Linked DNA regions of Zea mays: regions 2 and 3 are each linked to region 1. Evidence: chromatin contacts called from public Hi-C data. All regions are on one chromosome and are shown on one strand. The core of a region is the stretch at or near the end of the contact, and the rest is flanking DNA. Distances in the headings are between cores, read along the strand shown. Region 1 holds the start of LOC100502383. Region 2 holds the start of LOC100216809 (putative glycosyl transferase family protein). Region 3 overlaps LOC100193937.

Region 1 (3,783 bases), core at 842-3,341:
AAACAGGGCATCGCTTTCAATAGAGCGCGCGTGACGCACAAATAGACCCTAGGAGAAAAAAGAGAATTCTTGGATTGGGTACGGAGAGGGTGAACTCACATTTTCTGGGTTTTCTATGCCCTCGTCTACGTTCTGTTGAAAGGGTCTACAATTGTTACTTGCAAGCGTGCAAAATAAACATGCACGTGTGTTTTGGGGCTCTGCTAGAGGCAGGCTAAAAGATGTATGGGTCTTTATTTTTATGTTTTAAACAGAACCCGGAAACAGTAGAGGAAGGCATTCCTGACTTTTTTGAGGTTCATTGGTAAAATCCGGTATAAAGGTCTCATCCAGCCGTATATTTATACGTGTGTGTATATAAAAGTATATACATATTATTAAATATTCAACATATAAAAAAATCATTGTACAATATTTTAAGGTCGTTCATAAGATGACAAATGTGAAATATAGTCATAAACATTACTTGTCACTTGATATCATGTTAAAAATATTTTCTAATATTTTGTCGTACAAAGTCATCGATTATACCATCAATCTCTTCCATTAACTTTTTATCGATACATAGAATCGTCAAACCATTTAACATCCAATGAGTCATTATTGACCTCAAATAGTTGCTCAATAATTTCAATTTTAAAAAGCTTCTCTCCACTAATGCAATCATCATGTGTCCAGTAATTAATAATCGATAAATATTTGAGGCATTAGTTTAACAATCTAAAATCTAAACAAAATAGAACAATAGCACATCTATCTCTGTGTATTTGTTTCTAGAGTAGATATGTTTCAAAAAAAAATACTAACGTCCAAGGGATCCATTCCGCACCCCCTCCGCTCCGCCTCATGACGGCCCTAGAGGAAGTCCGTACTTAAACAAGAGTAGGGCTCCATTTCATTATCACGACTACATCTAGAAAAAGAGAGAGAAAACAGTCATCTTTTGCAAATTATTTATGTAGCAGTGATACTTGAGTCGACTCCTACAACCACAAATTATTAAATGACAAAGCATAATGTATGTATTTTGTCACCGACACATAATGAAGCGTACAACTTATCTTAATCTTGAATTCTTGATACAAGCCAATAAAAACAGACTTCCCATCAAGAAGTTAACTTTGGATATGTGATGCAAACGACCATATAAATTAGGTTCACTTTCACATCACAGCCATATATAAGACGAAATAAAAAAGGGACTGTAAAGAAAATAAGGGAGTAATTAAATAGCCGCCCTTCTTTTATGAAAGAAAAAGAATAATGCCTTGTAGCATTTTTCTTCCGATCCATCCAAAGAAAAAGTCTTGGAGAAAGGAAGACGACTGGCGGTGCTGGATACCGTCGCCGGTACGGGGGTTGGCTCGCCGCACTGTGCAGTGGTTACACAGTACAGGATGGCACGGCCTTGGCTGCGGCAGCCGCAGCTCTGACAAGTGAGAAGGTGGGCAGCGGTAGGCTGCTTGGCGGCGGAGCGAGCGCGAGCGCGTGCTTGAGGTCCTCGACGAACCCCATGGTCACCTGGCGCTCAAGGTCGTCCAGCGCCTCGTGCACCGCGGGCGCGGGCGGCAGCGGCGTGGCACGCTCCAGCGGCTTCCTGCGCTGCGCGCTCGGAGGCTCTTCCCCCAGCCTCGGCGTCCGCGGCGGCTTCTTCCTCTTGCACTCTCTCGGCCCCGTCCTCCTCTGCGCCGCCTGCTTCATCCCTTTAGCAGCAGCTGCCGGCGGGAGCGGGAGGAGAGGCGGGTGGCGGCGAGGATTCAGCGGTGGGAGGGAGAGCGAAGAGTGCAGGTACGCCGCGTACTGGAACGGAGGCAGCGGCGAAACGTATGGTAAGGAACTGTAGATACCGCGAGCGTCAGGCTGCAGCACGCTCATGGTGGCGAGGCTCTGGAACTCGTCGCCGGCCGCCCAGCGCCGGAACTCAAAGCCGCTGGCTGATCGGTCGATGAGGACGTTGTCCGCCATCTCAACGCTAGACAGAATATTGGCTGCCTGAGCCGAGGATTAGTGCAGAAAGAGGGCGAAGAGAGCGAGCAGAGGCAGCAGGCTGAGGTGCCAAGCCGCTTGGCTTCTCGCTAGTCGCTCCTATCCGGGCGAGGGCTATCTCGGAGGTGACGCCGCGCTGGCTCTTAATATAATGAAACTCCTTGGCGTGGTTGACTTGAAAGTCGACGACTTGAGTTTGTTATTAGCAAGTGCTTTAGGCATGCTAATTTTTTAACCACACACACCTCTTAATAAATTTTACAGTACCTTGTTATCCGTGACATCATCTAAATATTTTCCAAAAACGTTATATAAAGAATATACTATCCATGACACCGTTTCATTATTTTGTTTTGTTCAGCTAGATGCTGGGTTGGTTTTAATCCGTACCAGATTTTAATACTTCTATAATATTTTTATTTTTATAAATTATAGTGGTACCGGTCAAAATAATCAACTTTAATGCGAGGAAGGTCTTACTCCGTCCACGTGACTCTGCCAGATCTTTCGAAAGCGAAATCTTGCCGAATATACACACGCGTATAGTATACCCGTACAGCTACAGCCTACGGCATGTAAATATCAACGCCTAGGAAACCTCTAGGGGCTTCCATGCAAACCAAAGCAGCCTCTGCAACCAACTTGCACGCTTGGGTAGAAAAACAAACCCACCGACCAGTACGGCGTGCCAGCTACGGATCCAACCGCCCATGAAAGGCAGCCATCCTACGACAGCGACGGGTCCATCTACCTCGTCTTCACTGACCGTCGGTCCCATCGTCCGTCGGTCCCACATGTAATTGAAGAAGACAGTTGTGAGCCACAGACTCTCGCGTGTGGCTGTGGGTGTTCCCGGCAGTGGCGGGAATCGCGCGGGCATGTGCGGCCGAGACGACTAACCGTCAAATCGATGCCTGCCGTCGGATGAGGATCTCGGGCGGTGGTGCTTACGCCGATCTGACCGCCCATCCTGTGCTGCCTGCCACGCCATCGCCGCCTCCGCTGAGAACTTGACTGTACATGTCATAGCTGTAAAGCCCAAAATCTGTGTAAAAAACAATAACAAAATAAATAAATAAGTAGTAAAACAATGAATTTTCGAATATGTCTTTAATCGGATCATACATTTAAAAGAGTGTTATCTTAATATAAATTATTTGTGTGTGTGCATGAACTAAATTGAATCTTGGTGAAAGGTATGTGTTAAGTTCTTTCAAAACTAAATGATTGATGAATATTCATTTTTTGAAGAAACTTACAATTTTATCACACAGTGAAAATACCATTTTCTATAAAGAGTAATATATAGTGCATACTTGAAACATTGCCTAATAAATTAATAAAGTAATTAATAAATACAATTAAAATATTAGCATCACATGCTAGGCGTCTGTTTGTGCATTTAAGTTTGAAGTTTGAATTTAAATAACAAGTTGAAAACTGAAATACAAAAGAAAATAGAAAATATTAAACAAAAAAGGATTACTTCTTGGCTCTCACGCTAAAACCCACACTGGCGGTCCAACTCCATGCCGCCTCGGCCCACTGAGTGCGCACCCCTGGCCCAATGAGCACCTCGCACCAGCCGCCCACAACATGCACTGGCAGGCGGGTCCCACCCGCAGTCTCACGTATGTTGCCACTGTCACTGTCTAATCTGGGGCATCCATATCTTATCGCGCGGCCAGAAACAGCCATAACCCTTCGGCCTCGGTAAATTGCAGATAAGCCCTTAGCCTTCTATAAAACTAACCGGTAGTCCACACGCGTGGAGAAATAATTAAAACTAGGTCCTGG
Region 2 (3,783 bases), core at 866-3,365, 250 kb before region 1:
ATTATGGTCATCAACAACTCTAGCACACAGAGTGTGCGTTGAACTAAGGATTAGTTCCTATATAATGGCACATTGGCACTAACATTGTTATGCATTTTAATACACCCGTAGCAACGCACGAGCATAGACCTAGTAGCTTCCTATGACTGAGATTCGTTGGTGGCGGTGGACCAAGCTCCAGATGGTTCAAACCCACACCTAATGGCGAGGCCAAGGTTATAATTGGTCTAATTTTTATAGGGGTGGAGTCCGCGCGACCCTAGTGAGGTCTAGTTGGTGAAACAAACGGTGGAAAGCTGTTAAGGCGAAGGAGCACAACGAGGGGATTTCGCCCGCCTGGTTCGCGTTCTGTTGGGGACGAAATGACCTGGCAGAGGGGGCCCACGGGCAGTGTCCCGACCGAGCACGCGCGCGAGGGAGTTAGAGGCTAGCTATTCGGGCCCACGCGCAAGTGTCCGAGGGAAAGGCTGACACGCATGGCCCACACTACAGAGGGACGACGCGCGGACCAGGGGGAAAGTCTAAATGGGCCGCACGACCAGGAAGGCCAGATGGGCCGAAAGCACAAAACCAGGCCCAACTAGGTACTTTATTCTTTTCTATTTTATTTCTTTTTTTTCCAAACCCATTTCAAATTCAAACTCATGTTTTGATCTTCCAAATTCCCAAGTGCCAAAGTTGATACTAATGTGATTATAACATCTACTATTTACAATATTATCATTTATTTTCCTTGTCATTTATTTATGGGAGGAATAAATGGTTCCATTAAAATTCCCTTTCTCCTTTTCTATTCTATGTTTTCACTTAAAATTTTGGGGTCAAATTCAAGTTATATTTTCAATAAAGTGCCTTTCACAAAATTATAAGCAAGAGATGCATTTTCTTCATTATTTATTTATTGGTTGTTTAACTAGTTTATTATTAATTGATTATGAATAGGAAGGGTCCTAATAACTTCTTAAAGGGGTTTTCAAGAATTTTAAAATCGCTATCATAAATATATTTATTTATTTTATTATTATTTTTTTCTTCTACCAATTTTTGGCCTCACAGTCCGCCGGCCCCAAAACGACCCTAGAATCTTACCCTCACGAGATCTCTCTCGGGGCAAAATCCACTTCACTCAAGATTTCTTCCTCGACCTATTTTCTTAATCCCTAGGCGATTCTACTCTGTCTGGAAATGTCCCGGGTGACATGCCGACCGGAACACCATAAGATCTCTCCTTCCCGACGTGGTCCCTTGGACGAGATCTATGTCCTGCAAGGAAGGAGAACTCTCTGTGCTATCGCGGACCGCCCGAAGTGACGCAGAGAGGAGACGCTCCTACAACAAAATCGAACATCGTGAGGCCAGAACCGTGGACCGGCCGTGCCGCCGTAGAGAGCACATTTCGGTAGGACCCAAATCGGAGCAAACACTACATTCAAACTCTACCCTACAAACAGTACATTTATAGTGCAAAACAATGTTTTAGACGATATGAGCCCGGTTTGTTTTAGTTTTTTCAGCTTTTGGTCACCAAAAGCTGTTGCAGACTGCTAAACGCCCAGTTTCTCAACCTGCTTCTATGAGAATCACTTCAGTCAAATCTTTTTAAAATCAACTTGAACATAGAATCGACCGAATCATTATAATAGAAAACCACCACTTTTCACATACTAAACCTTATATACCTTTTTTATTTTCTTTCATACGTAATCTACACGATATTCAATTTTCTTTACAGCTAAATTCTTTCTACAACCAGATTTTTAAAAAAGCTCCTTATAAACCATGAACCGCTGGATATGGTTTTGGAGATAAAAACTGTTCGGTTGCCGAGCAAATTTCTCACGCGTCATGGTAAGAGTCCAGTCGGTCACCTCCGCGTCGACCGCAGCGCGGCCCGCGGGCAGATCATGTTACGTTACCGCGTGCGCTGCCTAGGACCCCACCCCACCACCAAAAACCACGCGCCGCGGCGGCGGCAGCGCCAGTGAGATAATAGACACAGGAGTGCTGGAAGCATTTCACCCTGCCTCCGCGAATCAACACCCCACCGGCCACCCTCTCGACTCGCTTCAGGGGCCAAGCCAGTGTCGCTTTTGAATCCGCCTCCGTTCGGTTTTCCCCAAAACGCCTTCCTTCCACTACTGCTTGGCATCCTTGGATTCGTAGGCAGTCAGATCACGCGGCGCGCCTCCCCTGGTGACTGACCTAGGGCTCGCCGCGAGCGCGCGGCGATGGCGTCGTCCACGTCCAGGCGCCGGAGGGGTGGGGGCCTCGAGCGGGTGGCGGACAACTGGGAGCGCCTCGTGCGGGCCGCGCTCAAGCGGGACCGGGACCACCTCCGCGTGGGGGGAGCCCCGGCTGCCGTGGGAGGGCAGAGGCTTGCCGACGCCGTGCCGGCCTCGCTGGGTCGGACCACCAACATAGAGCAGATCCTGCAGGCCGCCGACGACATCGAGGTCGAGGACCCCAACGTCGCGCGGATCCGTGAGTCCCTTCCTCCCACGTATCTCGCCTAGTTAACAACAGTGCAATTCATGGATGGAGCTGACTGCTGATTTGTTTGGGGTAGCTTTGGATGGGGGTTTTGGAGTCCTCGGTTTGGGGGATTATCTCTTGTTATCCTGCTGTGATTGCCCATTACTGCCTGCAGTGCGTGCTACTGAGTACTGAGGATGTCCTCAGTGTTGGACTCCAACCTCGGGGGGGGGGGGGGGGGGGGGGGTCATGTGCTATTTGCTAATGCTATGTACGAGCGCCCATACTTACACTACCTAAGATTTAGGGTTTTTCTGGCTTGTGGTTTGGTTCGATTCGTGTGATGGGAAACACAACAGTCCTTGACATACGCCCTGTTTGGTTTGCCTTATGCCTACCACCTGGCACGGTGTCATACTCGGTGGGAGAACAGCTATACATAGAACAGAGTGCCCAGTTATTTGTCGTGGTGGTTGGGAGGGAGGCAGTAGTGAGAATCATGATCACCGCAGACCACTTGCGCGCTTTTCATCGATTCCTGTGGCCAGCGATCCACATTCCGATTACAAGCGGAACCCAACAGAGCCTTACTTTATTACAGTTGGCACTTTGGTGTTCTCTTAAGTCACTCCTTTTCGTCTTGCACCACAGTTTGTGAACAAGCGTACACGATGGCCCAGAATCTGGATCCCAGCAGTGAAGGTAGAGGGGTTCTTCAGTTCAAGACAGGTTTGGCATCTGTAATTAAGGTATGCTTACTTTCACTGTAAACATGACTGGGTACACTTGTTACTTTAGTTTCTGCTCATTCTTCTTCTCAGTGATTATTTCTAAATTTCCCATGTTCTAATCATGGTATTCCGCAGCAAAAACTTGCTAAGAAGGATGGGGCTCCGATAGACCGACAGAATGACGTTCAAGTCCTGTGGAACTTTTATCTTGAATACAAGAGTCGTTGTCGGGTTGATGATATGCAACGTGAGCAGGAGAGACTGAGAGAGTCAGGAACCTTTAGTACAGAGTATGACCTCTCTCCCGTTTAAAAAAATCATGATGTATTTTGTTTTTTTGGGTTCTGGGAGGGTCTCGACATTCTCTGTGACTCTGATCAGCTTTTGCCTGATAAAATTTATAGCTCTAGGTTAGTATACTATTACTGAAAGTGAGGAATCCTTGTATTTCTGGTTAGTCATCACCAACCATTAATTTGATATATTCTAAATAGTATTTTTCAAGCTCACCTTGCTTCAGAAGGTTTTGCCTGCATATGTTTTGTTTACTGGATGTGCCCAGAAACAACATTTGTGTCAT
Region 3 (3,783 bases), core at 805-3,304, 190 kb after region 1:
CCTTAGCTTATGGTCTTCGTCTACAATACATATAACAACAGCATATTGAGTTATTGAAACAAAATGCAATTGTTATAGGACTGGTTGTGGGCATTTAGAATGTGTTAAAAAACTTGGTTCTAGGTAAGAGCTAACACCTAATCCTATCCATTTGGAGAATAGCTCCAAGAAAAAAAAATCCAAGAGACGACTCCATTCTTAAGATGCAGTTATAGGAAATAAAAAAGTAATATAGGACCCTTCAACTCTTCTACTTCTCTAATTTCTACCCATCATCTGCTAAAAAATGTTTACCACCATCCATGTCTAAATATGGTACCGTGTCTACGAATATTACTCAATTTTGACCCTCTTGTTTTCGTGGTTTTCAAGTGATGTGTAGGCTTTTCCTGCAAACATTAACCGATTTCTGTGAAATTCTTGAATGCTTCCAGCGTTCCAAACACTGTCATCATTCTCTCTATTGCTCTTTATTTATTCCATGCGAAAGTAAACCGGTTAGCCATGAAAATAGGGTAAAAAGATAATAAAAAGTCGGCCATGTTGGCAAAAAAAAATCTAAAACTTTGAGGACAACACTGCCAATGCACTCTGAGCCCAATGGTCAAAATCAATTGTCACTAATCTTTGGAGTGCTAGATTTAGATGGTATTAGAGTTGAGAGTTAAAACGGTCAGATTCAGACAAAAGGATCCGTTCTTTGAATTATTTCAATAAAAAATAGAATTATTTCAATAAAAAGACTTAGTTCTTTCTCTCTCTTGGAAGACATGATCCGTTCTTTGAATCTGCCTGAAACCATGCCTGGTGTTAATCTTTTACAAGATCTAGCAGGGAGTCTAGATTAGGACCAAGATTGACCCTATACGAACTATCAAGATTTTTGTACAAGATCTTGGAGCTATTTGTTTTCGACGACCAATAAACATAGAACTGATTGAAGTGACTCAGCTAGTACCTGTGTAGCATAATCTCTAGCTGACCATCCTGAATACTTGATGCTCCAACAGCACGGTCCACAAGTACTGACAGCTCATATTTTCCATCGGCTACATACACGCCTAGATTGACCTGAAAAGTTAGTGTGCAAGAAATATACTGAAGTCGTAATCTAATAAGAAAAGTATAATTCTATATTCATATTTCCAGTCAATCCCATTTTCATTTTGGATATATTGTTGCATGATACAAAAATACTTCTTCACATGGAAAAAATACAGATAGCATGCTGTAAACTGAAATTCCATCATCGTTTCTAACAACCGGAATATTATTCACTTAGAAAAATGTGAGTACTTTGATTACCGGGTAGTAATTTCCTGCAACTGGTTCTGTCACTTCAAGATCCCAATCTTCCCTATAGTTTCTAACCTGCAAATGAAATTCAATCTGAATGCCTATGTAAAAAGAGACTATGCAGACTTATAAAACTCTAGCATACTCAATTCACAAAAGGTTCATAGTTTTAAAAGAAAGTTGACCCATGGGCGAAAGTCGACCCCCACAGAATTACACTAAGGGCTAGTTTGAAAGTAAGGGAGACAAACTTAGTGAGATATTGTTTGGGTACTCTAGTATTTATCCCGATCCACATGTATTGAGGTCGTTTGGAGTGTAAATTATGGTGAATACTAAAATACCAAAACAAAGCATGAGGGAAAATCTCCCATAAATTAGTGAGGGCTGGTTTGATGACAAGAGATTTGTAGGGTCCATGGGGGAGGAAGTCACTTGCTATTCAATTTTGAATAGTAAAGGAATTCATTTCCCATAGATCCCTTCCAAATCTCTTGCCACCAAACCAGCCCTAAATGTCTTATTCTAATGACATCCCCTTCCTCCCAGGAGTCTCGACGCTACCGCAAGGGCCCACGGTTGTCCCCGTGTCGTTCTCACATCCGGAGCGATCGCCCGTTTCAAGAGTATCGACTTCGTCATCAGCCCGGCCTTCTCTACCTGAGGACCCGGACGTCGTTGCAGAAGCACTCGGCGGCCTCAGCCTGAACCCACGTGAGCAAGGTGCCGGGCCATGATCTTCCTTGCCCTCTGAGGCTGGCGAGATAAGGCGACAGATCGCAGTCCAAATGGGGCCCAACCCCTCGTATGACGATCTGTGGGCACTCTTCTCAGCCTACGCAGAACTTTCCGCAGGGTACGACAAGGGAAGGTCGCCTCGCCACGACGGCTCTGGCGGCATCCCACACATGTTTCCACCTCGCCTGCGCCACACACCTGGGATGATTGTAGCCATCGTCGCCTGAGGCCACCTCCGCACCACCGATGACATGGAGTTCGTCGGGATGGTCAAGGGTGCAGGCATCCTCATTTTTGATGCCATGTGCTCAGACTCAGCTAGGCTTGGACCCTAGCCCCCCGATGAGCAGCGAGGGTGGACCTCCCAACGACGGGGAGAATGAAGGACGTCTGACCCTCGCGACCCTTGTCCTCCCGGTGGGACAAGCGACGTTTGTAGCGCCAGCAAGCTAGGGTGCTACACAAGGCATGAGCCCGAGGAATCGCCAAGCTTGATGTATCCATCATAAACCCCTCGTAGTTCTCGGCAGGAATGGGTTCACATCCCACTTTAATTCATTTGTGTTTGTTAATGAAAACTGATTCCAAGACCGTTCCTGGTATCGGGCATAAAAAAGGGGGAGGACCCCAGGATAGACCTGGCTCAATCTCTCTCTCCCTTTCCTTTTTTCGCCTCCTCTCTATAACTCACAGGATAGGCGGTGCGACGTTCAGGACAACGGAGGAGAGAGGCGGATAACAGACGAGTCAATAGAGTGGAGTGCGGGAACCCCCACCAATAAACCAATTACGTTGCCTTTCTCTTCCAATCGTTCCAAACTTTCTTATTTTCTGTTGAAAGGGTGCCCAGCGAAACGTGTCACCGCATCGTGTCTCCCTCCTACAGGACCCTCGACAGGAAGGGGGCCTAGGACAACGTAACCTGGTACCCCCAAAAGGAAGGGAGACATGCGGGTCAACCTAGCTCTCATCCTTGTTAGATTGGATCTAAGATACGGGTGATGCGAATGGAGGGGTCCACTGAGGAAGCTAGTTGAGACTGCGAACGCTTACGCCTCGAAGGCTACGGTGATGGTCGCCAGCGAAAAAATCTTGGGCCCTAAAGTCGTAGGTACCTGCTCCGATTGGACGGACTCTAACAAGAATGGAACAGGAAAAGGAGCGCAAAACCCTAACAACAATCGTTAATTGATTCTCCTTACAAATTTTGTGGGAAAATCAATCCTTGATTATTTCTTATTAGGAAATGCGAAATATGACTCTTTGCTAAGCGTCGGGCGAGGTGTTTAGCCTATGCTCCCAGGTCCTTAGGTCTCGTTGTCTCACCATCCGTTAGTATGACCGAGGCATTCTTGATCCTGCTTGATCAAGTCATCGAGACAAGGTCCGATCGCGACTAGGGCATGGTGAACCCTGAGCCGGAATGCGTCGGCCTCCAATTCCCGAATGCGGCCAACAATGAGCGTCATAAGGGAGGTTGGGGCGGATGAATCCCCCGATCGCGGAATCCCGAGATGATCACGTACAAGATCAATGGCCGCACACAGACTGGAGTCCTCGACGTCAAGAGCCCACAGACGATCCTCCACGCGCAAAAGCTCTCCTAGCACCTCTGCTAGCGAAACAAAAAATCCCATATGGATCGCCGAATCTCGAAAAGTCAGGAAAGCGAAAGAGCAAAGTACACGAATCTTACCCTCTGCTAAAGGCCTCGACGAAGAGCCCTCAGCGCCACTTTCTGGTATTGGC

Evidence for each region. A called contact is a pair of places that touch in the nucleus more often than the background predicts.
Region 2: a Hi-C map of ear shows a contact between it and region 1, with 3 times the contacts expected there. The contact joins the promoter of LOC100216809 here to the promoter of LOC100502383 in region 1. A contact is called at or near these places in 2 of 25 Hi-C or Micro-C datasets (ear and leaf).
Region 3: a Hi-C map of ear shows a contact between it and region 1, with 2.4 times the contacts expected there. The contact joins the enhancer-like site here to the promoter of LOC100502383 in region 1. A contact is called at or near these places in 3 of 25 Hi-C or Micro-C datasets (ear, leaf and tassel).

What each region holds. Positions count from the first base shown.
Region 1 is chr1:117,935,041-117,938,823 of Zm-B73-REFERENCE-NAM-5.0, forward strand. It overlaps LOC100502383, which reads right to left and starts at 2,092. Exons shown (of 1, transcript NM_001196861.1): 1 at 1,002-2,092. The coding sequence starts at 1,965. The coding sequence ends at 1,384.
Region 2 is chr1:117,680,869-117,684,651 of Zm-B73-REFERENCE-NAM-5.0, forward strand. It overlaps LOC100216809 (putative glycosyl transferase family protein), which reads left to right and starts at 2,116. Exons shown (of 51, transcript NM_001348664.1): 1 at 2,116-2,481; 2 at 3,124-3,221; 3 at 3,339-3,493. The coding sequence starts at 2,229. It overlaps LOC103644874, which reads left to right. Exons shown (of 4, transcript XM_008668027.2): 4 at 1,754-1,985. The coding sequence ends at 1,985.
Region 3 is chr1:118,129,842-118,133,624 of Zm-B73-REFERENCE-NAM-5.0, forward strand. It overlaps LOC100193937, which reads right to left. Exons shown (of 28, transcript NM_001359353.1): 21 at 1,306-1,371; 22 at 959-1,071. Among protein-coding and RNA genes, the nearest start is that of LOC100193937, 47 kb to the right of the region's middle. Within about 2 kb of position 2,055, at least 7 of the 20 cell types and tissues checked have an H3K27ac peak or open chromatin away from gene starts, as enhancers often do. A contact at or near this core is called in ear, where this site is marked.